Regions from separate parts of the Ovis aries genome. Here region 1 is linked to region 2. Evidence: chromatin contacts called from public Hi-C data. All regions are on one chromosome and are shown on one strand. Each heading gives the region's core, a stretch centred on a gene start, on an enhancer-like site or on the middle of the called end of the contact. The rest is flanking DNA. Distances are from core to core; before and after follow the strand shown.

Evidence for each region. Hi-C and Micro-C count contacts between places; a contact is called where the count stands out from the background.
Region 1: a Hi-C map of hypothalamus shows a contact between it and region 2, with 3 times the contacts expected there. The contact joins the promoter of RANBP6 here to the promoter of MLANA in region 2. A contact is called at or near these places in 3 of 16 Hi-C or Micro-C datasets (hypothalamus and tail adipose tissue).

What each region holds. Positions count from the first base shown.
Region 1 is chr2:74,175,574-74,180,729 of ARS-UI_Ramb_v3.0, reverse strand. It overlaps RANBP6 (RAN binding protein 6), which reads left to right and starts at 1,584. Exons shown (of 2, transcript XM_042243432.2): 1 at 1,584-1,794; 2 at 2,851-5,156. The coding sequence starts at 1,600. The coding sequence ends at 4,917.
Region 2 is chr2:74,040,106-74,045,566 of ARS-UI_Ramb_v3.0, reverse strand. It overlaps MLANA (melan-A), which reads right to left and starts at 3,938. Exons shown (of 5, transcript XM_060409434.1): 1 at 3,774-3,938; 2 at 1,652-1,753. The coding sequence starts at 1,728.

The DNA of each region.
Region 1 (5,156 bases), core at 335-2,834, 140 kb before region 2:
CATTGCAGCAAGCAGGGTCTACTCTTTGTTGCAGTGGGCAGGCTTCTCATTGAACTGGCTTATCTTGTTGCAGAGCACTAGGCTCTAGACACACAGGCTTCAGTAGTTGGATTTGTGGGCTCAGTAGTTGCAGTTCCTATTTACCAGGCTCTAGAAGACAATGGCACTCCACTCCAGTACTCTTGCTTGGAAAATCCCATGGATGGAGGAGCCTGGTAGGCTGCAGTCCATGAGGTCGCTAAGAGTCAGACACGACTGAGCAACTTCACTTTCAGTTTTCACTTTCATGCATTGGAGAAGGAAATGGAAACCCACTCCAGTGTTCTTGCCTGGAGAATCCCAGGGACGGCGGAGCCTGGTGGGCTGCCGTCTATGGGGTCACACAGAGTCGGACATGATTGAAGCGACCTAGCAGCAGCAGCAGAGTACAGCTCAATAGTTGTAGCACAAGGGCTTAGTTGCTCCACAGCATGTGGCATCTTCTAGGACCAGAGATCAAAATTGTGCCCCCTGCATTGGCAGGTGGATTATTTACCGCTGAGCCCGTGTAATTAATGAGCCTGGTAATTGCAGGGAAGCAACCCTTTCTGAATTAAAGAAACAATATTTAGCCTCAGGGGCATTTATTTCTTAGAATAACCTCAGCTGCTCTCTAGGAAAAGGAAAACTGTAAAAACATTTTAAGTTTGCAAAAAAAAAAAAAAAACTTCAGTGACAAGACCAGGGATTCAAATCAATTTTGAGACAAGACCAGAATTCTAATCTTACTAACCCACGTTACTTTTCATCATACATTACTCAAATACCTTTCTCATTCTTTATTATAATCCACAGAGCAAGTGATTCCAACACACACCTGAATCTGAGCACCTCTGCTCTACTGCATTAGATATAATAGTGGGTGCTAATCATTGTCTTTATCTTTTATTGTACTTATTTGATAAAAAGCTTTATTGAGGTATTATCCACATGCAATACAATTCACCAAACTAAATTGTACAATTCAATGGTTTGAGTATAATCACAGAGTCGTGCAGCTATCTCCACTATCAATTTCACATTTTCATCACCCAGAAAGAACTTTCCTGACAGCAGTTATTCTCTATTCTCTCTTCCCCTCAGCCATTGCCAAACACTAATCTACTTTCTGTATGGATTTTCCACTTTAGACCTTTCATATAAAAGGAATCATAAAACATGTAGCCTTTCGTGATTGTCTTCTTTCACTTAGATTTTCAAGGCGTACGCTCTGTTTTAAAATTATCAGTGTAACAACCGTAGATATAGTTTAGAAATAGAAGACGAAAAAACCCATAATCCCATTCTAATAGTCATTATCATACTTTTATTTTTTCCTCTCTATAGGTGCATTTTCATTTTATTGGAAATCAGATGGAGAGCGACCCTCGCTCCCACCACGACCCCATGAGTCCCGCGCCACCGGCCTCCCGGCCTCCCAAAGCCCGGACCAAGACGAGCCACGGCAGGGGAGGAAGTGGCCCCGCCCCGCCCCTCCGCGCCGGCGCCTCGCTGATGTCACTGCTCCGGGACGCAGACCCCCGCCCTCCTTCCCCGTCGCGGTTGCTTTGACAGAACGCGATGGCGGCGTCCGGGTCTGCCGGAGTACCGGCGACCGTGTCGGGAAAGCAAGAGTTTTACCAGCTTCTGAAGAACCTGATCAATCCAAGCTGTATGGTGCGGCGGCAGGCAGAGGAAATCTATGAAAATATCCCAGGTCTGTGTAAGACTACATTCCTCTTAGATGCCGTCAGAAATAGAAGAGCAGGTTATGAGGTGAGACAAATGGCTGCCGCCCTGCTACGACGGCTTTTGTCCTCTGGGTTTGAGGAAGTCTATCCAAATTTGCCTTCTGATGTTCAGAGGGACGTCAAGATTGAACTGATACTGGCTGTTAAGTTAGAAACACATGCTAGTATGAGGAAAAAACTTTGTGACATTTTTGCAGTCCTGGCCAGGAATTTGATAGATGAGGATGGCACTAACCACTGGCCTGAAGGTCTGAAGTTCCTTGTTGATTCAATCTACTCTAAAAATGTGGTTCTATGGGAAGTTGCACTTCACGTTTTCTGGCACTTTCCAGGGATTTTTGGGAACCAGGAGCGGCACGATTTGGATATCATCAAAAGGTTGTTGGACCAGTGTATTCAAGATCAAGAACATCCAGCAATCAGGACATTATCTGCTAGAGCTGCAGCTGCATTTGTACTTGCTAATGAGAATAATATTGGTCTTTTCAAAGACTTTGCAGACTTGCTTCCTGGAATCTTACAGGCTGTGAATGATTCATGCTACCAGGATGATGATTCAGTGCTAGAATCCCTTGTCGAGATTGCAGATACTGTACCTAAATATTTGGGTCCTTATTTAGAAGATACTCTGCAACTGAGTCTAAAGTTATGTGGAGACTCTAGACTTAGTAATCTGCAACGCCAGCTGGCACTTGAAGTAATAGTGACCTTGTCTGAAACTGCCACCCCAATGTTGAAAAAACATACAAATATTATTGCACAGGCAGTTCCTCATATATTAGCAATGATGGTTGATCTACAAGATGACGAGGACTGGGTAAATGCTGATGAAATGGAAGAAGATGATTTTGACAGCAATGCAGTTGCTGCTGAGAGTGCATTAGACAGACTGGCTTGTGGGCTCGGTGGAAAACTTGTTTTACCAATGACTAAGGAGCATATCATGCAGATGCTGCAGAGCCCTGACTGGAAATACCGACATGCTGGATTAATGGCCTTATCTGCTATTGGAGAAGGATGCCATCAGCAAATGGAATCAATTTTAGATGAAACAGTTAACTCTGTTTTGCTTTTTCTTCAGGATCCTCATCCAAGGGTGAGGGCTGCAGCCTGTACTACACTTGGACAGATGGCTACAGATTTTGCACCTAACTTCCAAAAGAAATTCCATGAAACTGTGATTGCAGCTCTGTTGCGTACTATGGAAAATCAAGGTAATCAGCGTGTACAGTCACATGCAGCTTCTGCGCTTATTATTTTTATTGAAGACTGTCCCAAATCATTGCTGGTTCTATATTTGGATAGTATGGTAAGAAATCTACATTCCATCTTGGTGATTAAACTTCAAGAGTTGATTCGCAATGGAACTAAGTTGGCCTTAGAACAGCTTGTGACAACCATTGCCTCAGTTGCAGATACAATAGAAGAAAAATTTGTACCATACTATGATATATTTATGCCCTCACTAAAGCATACTGTTGAGCTTGCTGTTCAAAAGGAACTCAAACTTCTGAAAGGAAAGACTATTGAATGCATTAGCCATGTTGGTCTTGCTGTTGGTAAGGAAAAATTTATGCAAGATGCATCAAATGTGATGCAGTTATTGTTGAAGACACAATCAGAGTTAAATAATATGGAAGATGATGACCCTCAGACCTCTTACATGGTTTCAGCATGGGCTAGAATGTGTAAAATTCTTGGAAGTGATTTTCAACAGTACCTTCCACTGGTTATTGAGCCTCTTATTAAGACTGCTTCAGCTAAACCTGACGTTGCTCTCTTAGACACACAAGATGTGGAGAATATGAGTGATGATGATGGATGGCAATTTGTAAATCTTGGAGACCAGCAAAGTTTTGGAATTAAAACTTCAGGACTTGAAGCAAAAGCAACTGCTTGCCAGATGTTGGTTTATTATGCTAAGGAGTTAAGAGAAGGATTTATGGACTATACAGAACAAGTTGTAAAACTGATGGTTCCTTTACTGAAATTTTATTTCCATGACAATGTTCGAGTGGCAGCTGCAGAGTCCTTGCCTTTTCTCCTGGAATGTGCAAGAATTCGGGGGCCAGAGTATCTTGCACAGATGTGGCAGTTCATATGTGATCCCTTAATCAAGGCTATTGGGACTGAACCTGATACAGATGTACTCTCAGAAATAATGAATTCTTTTGCAAAATCCATTGAAGTAATGGGAGATGGGTGCCTTAATGATGAACACTTGGAAGAACTGGGAGAAATACTGAAAGCAAAACTTGAAGGGCACTTTAAAAACCAAGAACTAAGACAGGTCAAAAGACAGGAAGAAAACTATGATCAACAGGTTGAAATGTCTCTGCAAGATGAGGATGAATGTGATGTTTATATTCTGACCAAAGTATCAGATATTTTGCACTCCTTATTTAGTACTTACAAGGAAAAGATTTTACCGTGGTTTGAACAGCTACTTCCATTAATTGTAAATCTAATTTGTTCTAATAGGCCATGGCCAGACAGACAGTGGGGATTGTGCATATTTGATGATATCATAGAGCACTGCAGTCCAACTTCATTTAAATATGTTGAATATTTTCGGTGGCCAATGCTACTAAATATGCGTGACAACAACCCTGAAGTCAGGCAAGCTGCTGCTTATGGCCTGGGTGTTATGGCACAGTATGGTGGAGATGATTATCGTTCTTTATGTTCAGAAGCTGTTCCGCTGCTGGTAAAAGTTATTAAGTGTGCAAATTCCAAAACCAAAAAAAATGTCATTGCTACAGAGAACTGTATCTCAGCAGTAGGGAAGATTTTGAGGTTTAAGCCTAACTGTGTAAATGTAGATGAAGTTCTTCCACACTGGTTGTCATGGCTTCCGCTGCATGAGGATAAAGAGGAAGCTATTCAGACTTTGAGTTTTCTCTGTGACTTAATTGAAAGTAACCACCCAGTTGTACTTGGTCCAAATAATTCCAATCTTCCAAAAATAATTAGTATAATTGCAGAAGGAAAAATTAACGAGACTATTAACTATGAAGATCCTTGTGCCAAACGCCTAGCTAATGTTGTACGTCAGGTACAGACTTCTGAAGAATTATGGTTGGAATGCATTTCCCATCTTGATGATGAGCAGCAGGAAGCCTTACAGGAACTGCTAAATTTTGCTTGAAGCACTTTAATATTACTTGAATATCATCCCCCATAAAAGCAACTCCAACTAAGTGTTGTGAGTGGATTCTATTATGATTGAGAGAGCTGTTCTCTTCCTGCTGAGCAGTTTATATTCCTTCCCAGTGTTTCTCCATGATTAGTCAGTGTTATAGCCTCTGTTTACCTTGCATGTTTTATCAAATACAGACCTTGGTGATAACCTGTGCTTCTGTTGTCTTAAAATGTTTGTCACCTTTC
Region 2 (5,461 bases), core at 2,689-5,188:
CAAGGTTGCACAACCAGAGAGTGGCAGAACCAGCATTCACAGCGACTGGCCTGAGGTACCCAGCCAGTGCCTTTTTGACCACATCACCCCTTCCTGGAATGGAGCTATTACAAGGACATTCAGCGGGTTCTCATGACTAAAGGCAGATGATTCCATTCCCAGCATGCCTGTGCTCTCATTCTCCCTCCTAGGTCTGTGGTCACCCCCTTGGGCATCTTGACACACACAGAGCTCTGTTTGAACTCCTCACACCACAGTCACATTGCGCTCACACACAGGAAGTGAGGGCCCAAAATGCTGGGATGTGCCAGACACACCATAAGAACCCATTGTCCAGCAGGGCAGGGCTCCTCAGATGTCACCCAAATACCTCCTGCAAGGGAGTTGTCTGAGATGCATGTTAAAGTACAGATCCTGGGCCCCTGACCCCAAGACCTACTGAGTCAGCCTCTTGGGCAGCAGTGCCTAGGAAGCTGCATTTTCACGAGCTCCATAGGTGGCTTGTGCCGCCTCAACTGAGAACTTCTCAGCTGTGGTTTCACAGAGATAGTCTGTTGAGTCATCATGCAAATCCTGAAAAATATACTACCTAATACCATGTGCAGTTGCACCCCTCAAGAGTACATTTTTGCTGTTGGGACATTTTTTTCAGAAGATCTCACCACCACATCCCATTTGACCATGCAGGGATATTAGAGAATCCCACTAGGGTCTTCCGAAGAAATACTCCAGCCTGAATTCCTCTTCAGTGCCTTTGACAGGTTCTCCATCTCTCTTGCCCCTGCTAGTTCACTCCAGTAAAGCAATTCAACAGTTCTCTCCCAAGACAGCAGGTTTGCAGGAAGTTCTGAGCAGATCACTTACGAGATGGTCCAAATAAAACCCAGATTCCTCATTTGTCCTGATGGAGTCTCCACTCAGAGAGGGGCCCCTCCTACCGCCACCACCCCTTGCCCACTCTCACCTTGCAGAGTATGTCCTGTGGCTTATGTCCCCGTCACAGCACTTATACCTGATGAAATTACTCCCATGCCTAACTCTCCCAGTAGGTTGTAAGATTTTTTTCAAAGGAGAGAATAGCATCTTGAGCTGGTATACATTGCTTAGCACTTAGAAATGTTTAATCATGCAAATACTTATTTTTAAATAATTCATAATACAAAACACCTTTCTTTAGGGTAAAGCATTGATGCAAAGGTTATGACCACCCTCTTCACCTTGGACTCAGTCAGCAGGTGGAGGGACGCACCTGCCCTTCAACCTCACTGTCCTTTGGCAACTTGCCTCTGTTCTATCTGCAAACCACCTCTGGGAGCCCAAGTGGAGCAGTCAGGCAAGGCTTGAGGACAGAGGCATCATGCTCTCAGACAGGATTTTCAGCCTGGGAACCCACAGTAAAGGCCTCATAGCCAAGAATGCAACAAAAATGGCAAGATCCAGGTTTTTGCCTTCCCTGCCTCTTTGCCTCTTTGGCCTCAGAGAAACCTGAGACCTTTTGTAGGACCTCAGGGTCTCCTTACCTCATTGCCAGGTTTATTTCTGGAGAAATAAACACTAGAGAGATTTACGGACCAACATGTGCTGGTGGAAGCCAAAGGCTGTGTCAGCAAACGGCAAACTGTAACCCCGCTGGGTCTGATTTTGAACTTACTCTTCAGTCGTGACATAAGAGTGGCTGTGCCCTTTCCTGGGGGAACCATAGAAGAAGTGAACCTCTTCTCTTGGCATCTTGTAGGGTCAGGCCACGGGACACCTAGCAGCAGGGACACACAGGTGTCATTTCATGCATCCAGAGTGTTCTTACCATCTCAAAAACACCCACAAAGACATTCTCGCTAGGTGACTGAAAACGATATCCAAACCCTCTGTTTTCTCTCTCTGCAAGGACTCGTACTTGTTTCTTTCACAGATGTCAAGTGGGAATTGCTCAGGTTTTTAACCCCTTTCTACCAACTGAAATTTAAGTTCAAAGAAGAAACCACAAACAAAAGGAAAAAACTTTCAAACTGAGTTGTGATTTGAGAATTAATTTGACTCTATACCACAAACTTGTAGAGAAATAAACAAAAAGCATTTTAATTCATTCCTTACTTTCCCTGGCTCAAGACAGATTAATAAGAGGAGTTATTTCTCTCCAGAGGTATTATTTTATATCAATCCTTGGACAAATAAAAGGCTATGATGATATAATGGGCATGTGTCTCAGCACAGCATCCTTCAAGCCCATTAATTCCAACAAAGGAAACTGTCCCCAAAATATGAAATTTTAAACTATGATACAAACAAGTAAAAAGCTCATGAACTTTAGTGGTCATTATTAGAGTGTGCTTATTAAAAACCAACAATGATTTCTCTTCTCTCCTTGCTATTGTGCGTTTTTCATTCCTTTTATTGTTCTTGTGAATTGCATAGGTCTGATCCCCATAGAGTTATATTAATGAGCCCATTTAAAACAGCTGAATAGAAGTGGAAAAGGGGAGTGGAGAGTTCACCCCATGAACCCTTTCCTTGGGGCATTGCATGTGTCATTTGCGCTTCCCAGTTGTAAAGAAGTCACAGTTGACCTTACTGATCATCTCAGGTGAATAATGTGGGGATGAACTCTGTTCAAAATGACAGACACAAAACGAATTCTGCATTAAGTTCGTTTCTGTAAATCTATACCTCCAGTTTCGAGCCTTGGCAAACAGTGGCGGGACAGCAAATGTACTTCATCCTACCTGAGCCAAGAAAAGTGGTTCTTAAGGGAGTAGACACAGCTGTTCCTGAGCCAGTTACAGCCTGAACAACTGCTTTTCCTGGTTCTCTGCTTTGCTTCTGGGCAGTCTAGAGGTAGGACCTAGGAGGAGACTTTGTGAACCCTTAAAAGTCGGAGAATTGTGAATATTGAGGAGAATTCTGCCGACATCCAGGTATCAGAAAGGCTGGAGGAGTCCACTGGAATCTGCCAAAGCCTGTTCTGTTCTGAAAGAGTGGGTGAAAAGGCTTTGCTCTTACCTGCCTTCCTGGGACCAACTCCGTCTGCTGGCTGCCGTTTCTGTGAAGATTGCTTCTCTGGCTCTTAACCTTTTTCATTTTTTTTCCCCCTGGTCTCGAGTCCCATGTTAATCACGAGTTTAGATTTCTGATGGGGTCGTTTGTGATTGCTTAATTAGCGTGAAAGAAACCAACTTCATTCCTCTCCTCAAAAAGTCACGGCTCACTGTGGCCTCTTTTTTCCTTAATCCCAGGTTTCATCTTAGGGGAGTCATTAGTTTTAATGCTGATCCCTCATCTGTAGGATTGCCAGTTAAAATATAGGCTTTCCAGTTACATTTGAATTTCAGATAAGCAATGAATAGATTTTAGTATAACGGTGTCCCATGAAATATTTTTAGTGCAAAAAATTATTTGCTGTTTACTTGAAATTCAGTTGTAATGGGGTACCCTCTACCCACCCTCATCTTCACCTCAAAGTGTGGGTGAGCCTTTGGTCTCAGGCCTGAAGGTAATCTAGGAGCACGACTTCCTGATCAAGAAGAGGAATTAGAGGATCCCTGAAACTTCCTGAGCTAAGCTCCCAGGTCTTTTGTGACACCCTCAGAGACGACTGTCCCTTGGGAAGAATGGGTTTCTTGCATTGGCAAGGAGCAGAGAAAATTTCCTGTTTGAAGGTGGATATGACCTACCTAGAATTTAATTGAAACCAGGGCTAATTCAACCTACATAGCCTGCTCTGAGAGTCAAATGTGTACAGCCCAGAAGCATTTCAGTGGGACAGAATTATTGCTCACCAGCTCTCTGTCGGAGAAGGCAATGGCACCCCACTGCAGTACTCTTGCCTGGAAAATCCCATGGTTGGAGGAGCCTGGTGGGCTGCCATCTATGGGGTCACACAGAGTCGGACACGACTGAGCAACTTCACTTTCACTCTTCACTTTCACTTTTCACTCTGATGCATTGGAGAAGGAAATGGCAAGCTACTCCAGTGTTCTTGCCTGGAGAATCCCAGGGACGGGGGAGCCTGGTGGGCTGCCATCTATGGGGTCACACAGAATTGGAAATGACTGAAGCAACTTAGCAGCAGCAGCAGTAGCACCAGCTCTCTGTAACCATTGTAAACAGGCAAAAACTAAACAAAACACCCACCAGAATTAAGGAATGTGAGAGTTCTCATCAGCCAAGCACTTAGATTAAATGACCACTAAGGTTCCCCTTTATGGCTTCCTTGGTAGTTCAGATGGTAAAGAATTTGCCTGCAATGCAGGGGACCTGGGTTCGATCCCTGGGTTGGGAAGATCCCCTGGAGAATGGAATGGCAACCCACTCCAGTACTCTTGCCTAGAGAATTTCCATGGACAGAAGAGCCTGGTGGGCTGCAGTCCATGGGGTTGCAAAGAGTTGGACATGACTGATTGACTAACGCGACTACAACATGAGGTCCGCTTCCCCACCTTGCAGATCTTATGGTTCTTTCCAGTTCCCATTGGACTGTCTCGTGTGAGGGCATTATCAGCACTGGATAATCATCAGTGGAAATGATGTGGGAGAAATAAAACAGCATGAGTGAGGTTGATCTTTATTAGGTGAGATCCTTGTTCTCTCCTTTCTGAAAAGGAGAAAAAATGCAAACAGATCTGAGTGACAAGAAGGAGTCAGCCATTCACAGATGGACAGTGTTTCATAGAGAAGAACCAGTGCAAAGGCCCCACAGCAGAGAAAGAATCAGACTTGGTCTGGACTGCCAGAACTGAGGCTGATTTAGGAGATTTCATAAGAAAATCAGGAAGGATACAAGCCTTTGGTGTCAAGGGATTTGAGGAGAGCAGCTTTAACCTGAGACTCATGTTTATGCCCAATAACTCCCAGGAAGGCCTAGTGGTGTGTGCTAGTCTAGAAAGAAAAATGCAGTTCTTTTATTTACTTAACCTTTTTTTTTAATTTTAATGTATACTTTATTTTTTAGAACAGCTTTAGATTTACAGAAAAATATGAAGATAATACATAGATATCCCACACCCAGTTCCCCTGTTATTAACATCTTAAATTAGTTACAATAATGAACCAGTAACTACAGCCATATCTTACTGAGATACCCTTAGTTTTTCACCTGCGCCATTTTTCTGTTCTAGAATCCTACAGGACATGTTAACTAAAGGGTGCAGTTCTGAGCCTAGAGATTGATACATGCTAAGCTGGACTCAACTAACATGGCCCCCTGGATGATGAGCACCCAGGCCAGAAAGGAAGAAGGTACTAACCTGGATCTCCGGGCAAAGGGAAGCTCCTGGGTCTCGCTCAAGTCCCTCAGTGATGTGAGCTAATCCGGGGGCCCTGAGTGTGCCCGGGCACCGTTCCAGGGTGGAAACTGCAAGGCAGCTGGCATTGTCTGCTCCCCCAGAAGAGGCTCTGGGACCAGGCCCAGCTCACTGGGGATACTGTGACCTGTCTTGGCACTTCCTCTCCAGCTACTCTGCTTTTT